Regions from separate parts of the Macaca mulatta genome. Here region 2 is linked to region 1. A link is a contact called in public Hi-C data. All regions are on one chromosome and are shown on one strand. The core of a region is the stretch at or near the end of the contact, and the rest is flanking DNA. Distances in the headings are between cores, read along the strand shown. Region 1 overlaps BCL2L1 (BCL2 like 1). Region 2 holds the start of BCL2L1 (BCL2 like 1).

Region 1 (4,912 bases), core at 1,791-4,290:
GATGGACCTGGGAAACAAAACCCACATCCGCTGACTGTCAGCCCAGTACTCTCTTCCCTGCAGCATCCAGCACTGATCTGCACCAGACGAGGTAGTCGCCATAGCTTTGGATGGAGAGGAGGAAGGAGAAGCTGCTTTGGACCATGGAGCACTTGGGGTCGAAGACCTCAGAAAGAAGTCCTAGTCTTTGGAGATTGCTACCCCATTCCTGCCCATTGCCTCAGCACAGTGCAGAAGATGCCTTTTCTAGAACTTTCCCATAAGCTTCCTGTCCCCCTTTCTTATCCTGAGAGAAAATGTCTGGAGAATACTGGACACCCTGCCTAATCACCTGCTATATTGGGGCCTCTTTCTAGTTTTACCAGGCAGTGAGGAAAGGAATGAAGAAAGTGGGAACTGGCCTTTCTTCTCTTCCCTCCTCTCTGTCCACCACTCAGCCATACTCTTCAGCACCTTCTCTGGACCCAGCACTGGGCAAGGCCTAGGGGACAGAGCCCATGGTCAGATGGGGGAGGAAGTGAGCAGCTAGGCTCCTTGAGAAAGTAACCTGTAGATTAAGACCTCAGAGATAAGTGGGACAGAGCTTGGCAGAAGCCCACTAGTGTGGGCAAAGGTCCTGAGTCTGAACAGAACATGGCATGTGAGGAATGAAGCAGCCTGGCCCTAGGTGAAGCTGAGAAAACCCTGCAGGCCCTTGTAGGCCATAGAGAAGGCTCTGAGACACAAGCTGAGCCATGGTCTACTAGTAAGAACAATAAATCAGACATTTGCTCAAAGTTAACTATGTGCCACACACAGGTCTAAGACCTTTACATGTATTAATTTGAATCCTCGTGGTATTCTTTTGAAATAAGGTCATTTTGGGCAAGGCGCAGTGGCTCATGCCTGTAATCTCAGCGCTTTAGGGGGCCGAGGTGGGTGGATCATTTGAGGTCAGGAGTTCGAGACCAGCCTGACCAACATGGTGAAACCCAGTCTCTACTAAAAATACAAAAAAATTAGCCAGGCGTGGTGGCGCATACCTGTAGTCCCAACTACTTGGGAGGCTGAGGTGGGAGAATCACTTGAACATGGGAGGCAGAAGTTACAGTGAGCCAAGATTGTGCCACTGTACTCCAGCCTGGTCGACAGAGTAAGACTCTGTCTCAAGAAAAAAAAAAAAAAAAGGAAGAAATAAGGACATTTTTAATCCCCATTTTACAGATGAGGTCAAAAGCAAAATATCTTAATCTAGTTTGCAAATTTTATTGGTTCTCTGGCTGCTCTGTGCTCCGGCAGCCCAACTTGATAGAGAAGTCGAAATTAATTGCCTTCATCCAGATAGCACCTCCGTTTCACAAATGAGGAAACTGATACTTGGAGGAGAGCAGCAGAGGAGAGAGAGCAGAATTAAGACCAGCCAGTCAAGGGAGATAGAGGGAGATGAGCATCAGCTCCCTAACAGGGAAGAGTTTTCCAATGGGGCTGTCCGAAGATGAAATGCCCCACCCAGGAAGGAGGGAGCTCTCCATAAGTGCATAAGGAGAGAATGCCCTAGAGATGACTACCAAATCCCATGCGTGTGGACCATCAGGATGAAACAGACCCACTGTGGGACTTCAGCACTCCACCCTTCTGAACCCCGTCTTTGAAATGGGGGTGTTCATGATGAGCTTGAGTATTACATGGAATGTTGGATGGGCATGCTGTAAGGTCACTGGAGTCTCCGACTCTGTTCCAAGGATGAGTATTGGTCTTTCTCACCCTGGACATTGGGAGAAGAATGGAGGGCTGTGGCCATCTACTTACAAAAGAACAGGGAGTCACCAGGGTTGAAATGAAAGGGTTGAGATGAGGGGAGGCATCAGAATCCCAGGGGATGAACCCATATGAGCACATAGCAGCCACCCAGGAACGGTTAAATGTTTGGACTCTGGAGACAGACTACCTGTATTCAAATCCCAACTCTACCACTTGTGGCCTCTATGACCTTGGGAGGGTGACTTGTCCTCTCTGCCTCTGTTTCCTCATCTGTAAGCTGGAGAGTAATAACAGCATGTACTCACTTGGGATTATTGTGAGGATTAAGCAAATTCTTACAGACGAAGCACTTAGCACCATGCCTGGTACTTAGTAAATATCAGCTGTTTTATCACTGTCACTTCAAGGGAAGGAGGTTGTGAGCCCCCAAAGAGCATCTCTGCCCCCAGTAAATGCTTTTCTGAATTCTCTCTCTTTGCCCCCAGGCCCATCACCCTGGTTCTGAGCTAGAGAGATGGAGAGCCCACACTCGCACTGCTGGGCCTGATAGCTTTCTCGATTCCCCAGCAGAGGTGTTATCTCCTCCCGGCACAGCCGCTTCCTTTTCTGAGAAATGCAAGTGCATCAGTCAGGCACAGCTTCTTAGAACTAATGGTGGGGGAGGAGGTGGAGGAGGAGAGGCTGGCAGCTGAACTGAACGGGTCAGAGTTGGAGGAAGAGAAACATGAAGTTTGTTGTGAGGAAAGCACCAAATATTCCCTATAGCCCAGATGGCTTGAGCCCTCTATGACACCCCCTGATCTCACCACTACTGCTAGGGAGGTCAAGGCAGGAGAAACTGAGGCTCAGATGCCAAAGGCTTGCTGTGACACCCATAGCTGGGCCGGCTGGACTGAGGTGTTGACCCCAACACAGTCTCGCCACCCCTCTCTTTGCCACTGCCTCCACTGAGCTGCTTCTCCAAGTTGCCTACCTCCAGACCTATGTTTCCGTGGGGGAGAGGAGAAAGGCCATGTTCTTCTCACATCTCGGGAGCCAACAGCTCCCCTAGGAAAACCAGAGGAAGTGGATTCCAACCACAAACCTCACTTCTTTCGAGTCTCCGCCTGCAACTCCCTGCCACGAGAGTGATAAGGCCTCTCCGTTTGCCCTACCCCCTTCCTACCATCTCCCAGCGATCTAGCAAGGCCATGTTTGTCTATTCAGTATGCATTTATCAGCCTCTCCCTCAGGGAAACTGAGGCCAGGTGCAGAAGGTGACTCTGCAGGTGACCCACAGCCTGCCAATGCAAGGATGTGAGGAGGACAGGACAAGGTACAGTCCTGGTGTCTCTGGCACTTTCCCTGGCTGCTAGTAGAGTAGCCCCTTCCTCTTCTCCACCTACCTCTTTCCTGAAATAACCAAGCAGGAAGGAAGCAGTGGGCCTGGGCCCTCCAGAGTCACCCAAGAGGAAGGAAGGGTTCGTCTGGCACAGGCATGCTTGTTCCTCACTGAAGCCAGGACGGAAGGGTTTCACTTTCCCTCCTGGTCTTCGTCACATCCTTTTCCTGTGGCACCAGTTCCCCTCAGCTGGCGGGAGCCAGTGCTTATTCATTCAGCTGATGGCCTTGGGCTACTTTACCCTCCTTGACAGACCCAGGGCCATGGCGCTGGCCCAGAATATGGGGTTTGCTGCCAAACATACTGGGGCTTAAAAATGGCTTCCCCCGTTTTTGTTTTTTTGAGACGGGGTCTCATTCTATTGCCCTGGCTGGAGTGCAATGGTGCGATCACAGCTTACTGCAGTTTCAACCTCCCGGCCTCAATTCTCCCACTTCAGTCCCCTGAGTAGCTGGGGCTATAGGTGCATGCCAACGCACTCAGCTAAATTTCTAAGATTTTTCTTATAGAGATGGAGTCTCACCATGTTGCCCAGGCTGGTCTCGAACTCCTGAGCTCAAGCAGTCTGCCCACCTTGACCTCTCAAAGATGCTGGGATTACAGGTGTGAGCCACCACACCTGGCTGCCACTTATCTACTTTAGCTAGGTCTCAGTATCTCTGAGCCTCGGGTTACCTGGACTTAGAATGAAGGCCTTATTCAGCCACAGAAGTACATGGACCTGGCCCATGATCGTCCTTTAGAAACTGAGCAGAGTGCTGCATCAATGTTAGGAGTAAAGGCACTGGAACCAGATCGCTGGTGTAGATATCCCAGTTAGGTCATCAGCTCACTACATGGCCTTGAGCAATTCACAAATCATCTGGGCCGCATGTCCATCAGCTATATGGGTTAATGGTAGTACCCACTGACAGAGTGTAGAGACAACTAATGAACTAGTCTACAAAAAAACCAAGAAGAGTACCTTACAGGGTATGTGCTCAGGAAGTGTGCGCTGCTGCTGCAGTCACTAAGGAAGTCAGGTTTTCTGTGGGTAGAGATAGCAGGGTCTAAGATGGCAAGATTGGACGTCAGAATGAGTGTGAATGAAGTACTATCTTGGGTAGATTAAAAGAAAAAAAAAAGGATGGTGTGAGGCCAGAACTCAGATCCCACTCTTGCCACTTCCTAGATAGGGATCTTGGGTAAACTCTGGAGCCTCCATTTTCACATCTGTAAAATGGGGCTATTGATAAGTGTTATGAGGATCAAAAGAAAGCATTCATTTGTTCTTCTAAAATAGTTTCACTTAAAATGGCATCTGCTGTGTTCCAAGTATAGCACCAGGTTCTAGAGATACAGGTGACAAAGCCACACACAGTGAAGTGGGGGAGACAGAACAAAAAATAATCTCTCAAGTGAATATGATGATTATACATGTAATTGGGAAATATGGCCTAGTGTGCATAGAGTGCTTCAGCTCAGTGCCCAGCACAGGTAGAACACTGAAATGTTTGGTAATGGTCAGCTGTCATAATAATAGTTTTTTGTTTGTTTATCTTTTGTTTTTTTGAAACAGAGTCTCACTCTGTTGCCCAGGCTGGAGTGCAGTGGCCCAAACACGATTCTCTGCAGCCCTGACCTCCCAGGCTCAAGAGATCCTCCTCAGCCTCCCCAGTAGCTGGGACCATAGATGCATACCACCACACCCAGCTAAATTTTTTTTCTTTTTTTAAATTTTTTTGTAGAGACAGGGTCCTCCTATGTTGCCCAGGCTGGTCTCAGACTCCTGGACTCAAGCAATCCTCCTGC
Region 2 (4,912 bases), core at 1,533-4,032, 50 kb before region 1:
CTCTACTAAAAATACAAAAATTAGCCAGGTGTGGTGGCAGGTGCCTGTAATCCCAGCTACTCAGGAGGCTGAGGCAGGAGAATCACTTGAACCCCGGAAGCAGAGGCTGCAGTGAGCTGAGATTGTACCACTGCACTCCAGCTTGGGCGACAGAGCGAGACTCTGTCTCAAAAAAAAATAATAATAATAAATCAGGGCTAAGTGTGGCTAATGCCTGTAATCCCAGCACTTTGGGAGGCTGACACAGACGGATCACTTGAGCCCAGGGGTTTGAGACCAACCTGGGCAACATGGGGAAACTCCATTCTCTACAGAAAATACAAAAATTAGCTGGGCGTGGAAGTGCGAGCCTGTATTCACAACTACTGGGGAGGCTGAGGTGGGAGGATCACCTGGGATGGGGAGGTCAAGGCTGCTGTGAGCTGAGATCACACCATTGCACTGCACACTGAGTGACAGACAGACCCTGTCTCAAAAAAAAAAAAAAAAAAAAAGGCCAGGCACGGTGGCTCAGGCCTATAATCCCAGCACTTTGGGAGGCTGAGGCAGGCAGATCGCCTGAGGTCAGCAGTTGGAGACCAGCCTGGCCAAAATGGTGAAACCCTGTCTCTACTAAAAATACAAAAATTAGCTGGGCGTGGTGGTGTGCACCTGTAGTCCCAGATACTAGGGAGGCTGAGGCAGGACAATCACTTGAACCTGGGGGGCAGAGTTTACAGTCAGCCAAGATAGCACCACTGCACTCCAGCCTGGGCAACAGAGCAAGACTCTGTCTCAAACAAACAACAACAACAACAACAAATGAGGAAAAAGTTCAACAGAAAGACCACCTGGAAAGGGGGTAAACAATATGAAGAGAATTCACCAATACAAGATCCACCCTCCAAAGAAAGACTAAAAAATATGACAAATTGCTCAACTTCATTCATAATAAAAAAAAGAAATATGAAAGTGCCTTCGGTTTTTACCCATCTAATTGGCAAAGATAAAACATTTGATAACACACTGTGTGGTTCAGGATGTAAGGAAATTGGCCGGGCGCGGTGGCTCACGCCTGTGATTCTCCTGTAAACGATTCTCCTGCCTCAGCCTCCCGAGTAGCTGGGATTACAAGCATGCGCCACTAGGCCCAGCTAATTTTTTGTATTTTTAGTAGAGACGGGGTTTCACCATGTTGGGCAGGGTGGTTTTGAATTCCTGACTTCAGGTAATCCGCCGGCCTCGGCCTCCCAAAGTGCTGGGATTACAGGCGTGAGTCACCACGCCCGGCCTGTCCTATGGACTTTACAATTAATAACTTTTTAAATCATCACAATAGCTCAACGAGAGAGGTTGGTACTATTACCCATTTTACAATTGAGGACATTGAAGCGCAGAGCAGTTGAGAAACTTGCCTAACTGGCAGAGTTAGAATCCAGACAAAGTGCTTAACCACAAGGCGATGCTTCTTCTATATATAAACTGACGGACGGATGAAATAGGCTGATTGACTGATGACTGACTGACTGACTGAATTAATGAATACATGGAAATGTGATTATAAATGTTGATTTTTTGCGCCTTCCGATTCCCCGGATCTACCGCGAGGGGGCGATCTCTCCCCGGTCCTGATGCCAGTCACTCAAGGCGCGCACTCCCTTTGCGTCTCGGGCTCGCGCGCGTTGCCGCAGCACCGGAAGTGACTGAGCTTGCAAGTTCCCCCGTCTCTTCAGGGGAAACTGAGGCCGGCTTGTTCGGGAGAGACGGCACGAGCAGTCAGCCAGGTAGGCCGGCAGCCAGGTAGGCCGGCCCGGGTCCGCGGCGCGGAACTCGGCCGCGAAGAGCTCTCGCGTCTGGAAGCTACCGGGCCGATGAAGGGGGATGTGGCCCCCCACGGCTCGCGGGGCTCACAGGTGAGAGCGCCGCCTCCCCTGTGCCTGACAGCCGCTGCGCCCAATAGGAGCCTTCGCCGTCCCGCTTCCGTGCCGGCTAGGCTCGCTGATTGGCGGCGCTGGGGAGGACCGCCGGGGGCGAGGCCCCTCCTCCTAGAAAGGTCTAGGGGGCGCCCCCGGGGGAGGGCGGTTGCTTAGCAACGGGGCGGTGGCTCGGCGGGTACCCGGCCTAGTGAGCGCGAGAAGCCGCGAGGCCGCAACCGGCCCACCCTGGGCTCCGGAGAGGTGCAGCCCCCGGCCCCGGAGCCCTCCCGGGGGCGCCAGGAAGCCACTTTGGGCCTGTCCCCAGGAAAACGTGGTCTCAGCTGTGGGGCCGTCGAGCAGGCCTCGACCCCTCTTCCTGACCTGAGGAGAGGCCCAGCGCCTCACCCTCACCCAGTCTTTGTGCAGGGCGCCGGCGGCCATTGTGTCCGGGCGGGGAATGGAGGACCCGGCAATTCCCCACCGCCACGTTCAGGGCCTTTGGGGAATTCAAAGAAAACCAGCGGCATTTGTAGGGGGTCTCCGGCCTTCAACCTCCCAGACAGGCCTGGGGGTGGCCTTCCCAAAGTCAGATCGCAGATCCGAGGCAGTTTCCCCCTCCCTGCGTCCCTCACCGAAACCTTGAACCCCATTGAGAAGTCCCTTCAGGGTTTCGGACGCCTCCACCTCACCCTGGGCTGGTACTTAAATAGAAAAAAGAAAGGAAAAAAAAAAAAACAACTAAATCCATACCAGCCACCTCCGGGAGAGTTCTCCTGGCTCCCAGTAGGAGGCGGAGAGCCAAGGGGCGTGCAAGAGCGAGGGGGCTGGGCTCCCGGGTGGCAGGAGGCCGCGGCTGCGGAGCGGCCGCCCTCGATCCGGGCGATGGAGGAGGAAGCAAGCGAGGGGGCTGGTTCCTGAGCTTCGCAATTCCTGTGTCGCCTTCTGGGCTCCCAGCCTGCCAGGTCGCATGATCCCTCCGGCCGGAGCTGGGTTTTTTGCCAGCCGCCGCGAGGCCGGCTGAGTTACCGGCATTCCCGCAGCCACCTCCTCTCCCGACCTGTGATACAAAAGATCTTCCGGGGGCTGCACCTGCCTGCCTTTGCCTAAGGCGGATTTGAATGTAGGTGGTGCGGGGGAGGGGGAGTGAGGGGGGGACTGCCCAAGGGGTGACTTTCCGAGGAAGGCATTTCGGAGAAGAGGGGGGTAGAAAAGGCTGGTGGGAGATTCAGAGTCCACTGGTGCTTTCGATTTGACTTAATTGAAGTATCTTGGAACCTAGATCCAGACCTTCGTAAGACCCACAAAGAAACCAGTTCTGGTACCTGGAGGGGGAATGGGATGTTTAGGGTAAGTGGCATGCATATTAATTTTTTTTTTTTCCTAAAGCTCTTTCTCTCCCTTCAGAATCTTATCTTGGCTTTGGATCTTAGAAGAGAATCACTAACCAGAGACCAGACTCAGTGAGTGAGCAGGTGTTTTGGACAATGGACTGGTTGAGCCCATCCCTATTATAAAAATGTCTCAGAGCAACCGGGAGCTGGTGGTTGACTTTCTCTCCTACAAGCTTTCCCAGAAAGGATACAGCTGGAGTCAATTTAGTGATGTGGAAGAGAACAGGACTGAGGCCCCAGAAGGGACTGAATCGGAGATGGAGACCCCCAGTGCCATCAATGGCAACCCATCCTGGCACCTGGTGGACAGCCCCGCGGTGAATGGAGCCACTGGCCACAGCAGCAGTTTGGATGCCCGGGAGGTGATCCCCATGGCAGCAGTAAAGCAAGCGCTGAGGGAGGCAGGCGACGAGTTTGAACTGCGGTACCGGCGGGCGTTCAGTGACCTGACATCCCAGCTCCACATCACCCCAGGGACAGCATATCAGAGCTTTGAACAGGTAGTGAATGAACTCTTCCGGGATGGGGTAAACTGGGGTCGCATTGTGGCCTTTTTCTCCTTCGGCGGGGCACTGTGCGTGGAAAGCGTAGACAAGGAGATGCAGGTATTGGTGAGTCGGATCGCAGCTTGGATGGCCACTTACCTGAATGACCACCTAGAGCCTTGGATCCAGGAGAACGGCGGCTGGGTAAGAACCAAGCCCCTTGTGTGTCCCTTTTCTTTGGCCTCTGGTCAGAGATCCCCAACTGCCCTTCTTCTGTATCTCTTTCTGTTAGGTTGGGTGATTGTTGGAGACATTGATAGTTGAGGAAACCTGATCTCATTTCACGACAAGAGGTTAACTCCCTGGAAATATAAATGACCCGGTGCTTCAGAGATCAGGCATCTTTTACCCTGGTCACCCCCATGACTCCACTATTCCATACTTGTGTTCCAGTTTCTTAGCAAAGAAAATTATAGCCTATGTGTTCATTAAGTCCCAAACCTGTGAGGGTAGGAAGTTAGTTTGGTGTTTCCCTTACCGTATACAATGGTTCACACACAAAAGGGTGATGAGTATCAGTGACCCACAGACCTCTCCATCTGTTCCCCCTAGGGGTCTCAGTCCTATCCTGGGCTTCTCTTCTCCAAATCAAGTTCCCTTGGCCGGGCGCGGTGGCTCAAGCCTGTAATCCCAGCACTTTGGGAGGCCGAGACGGGCGGATCACGAGGTCAGGAGATCGAGACCATCCTGGCTAACACGGTGAAACCTCGTCTCTACTAAAAAAAATACAAAAAATTAGCCGGGCGAGGTGGCGGGCGCCTGTAGTCCCAGCTACTTGGGAGGCTGAGGCAGGAGAATGGCGTAAACCCAGGAGGCGGAGCTTGCAGTGAGCTGAGATCCGGCCACTACGCTCCAGCCTGGGGGACAGAGCGAGACTCCGTCTCAAAAAAAAAAAAAAAAAAAAAAAAAAAGTTCCCTTTATTTCAAAGTTTCCGTGTAAGGCACTCTTCTCTCAGACTAGGGCATGGCCACAGGCAGGAGTTCCCACTGGGTTGAATGGCTGAGAATTGTCAGATTTTGGGGCAGTGTAGGCTGTGCAGATTGTGTTTGCACTGCGCCCCCTAAGTTCATTTCCCCCAAA

What was found. Hi-C and Micro-C count contacts between places; a contact is called where the count stands out from the background.
Region 2: a contact with region 1 is called in a Hi-C map of CD4 T cells, with 3 times the contacts expected there. The contact joins the promoter of BCL2L1 here to the enhancer-like site in region 1. A contact is called at or near these places in 7 of 14 Hi-C or Micro-C datasets (CD4 T cells, blood, cortical neurons and 4 more).

What each region holds. Positions count from the first base shown.
Region 1 is chr10:84,496,444-84,501,355 of T2T-MMU8v2.0, reverse strand. The region is part of intron 2 of BCL2L1 (BCL2 like 1); the gene reads left to right. Among named protein-coding and RNA genes, the nearest start is that of COX4I2, 43 kb to the right of the region's middle. Within about 2 kb of position 3,040, at least 20 of the 40 cell types and tissues checked have an H3K27ac peak or open chromatin away from gene starts, as enhancers often do. A contact at or near this core is called in CD4 T cells, blood and cortical neurons, where this site is marked.
Region 2 is chr10:84,545,962-84,550,873 of T2T-MMU8v2.0, reverse strand. BCL2L1 (BCL2 like 1) reads left to right here and starts at 2,782. Exons shown (of 3, transcript NM_001260717.1): 1 at 2,782-3,015; 2 at 3,300-3,975. The coding sequence starts at 3,412.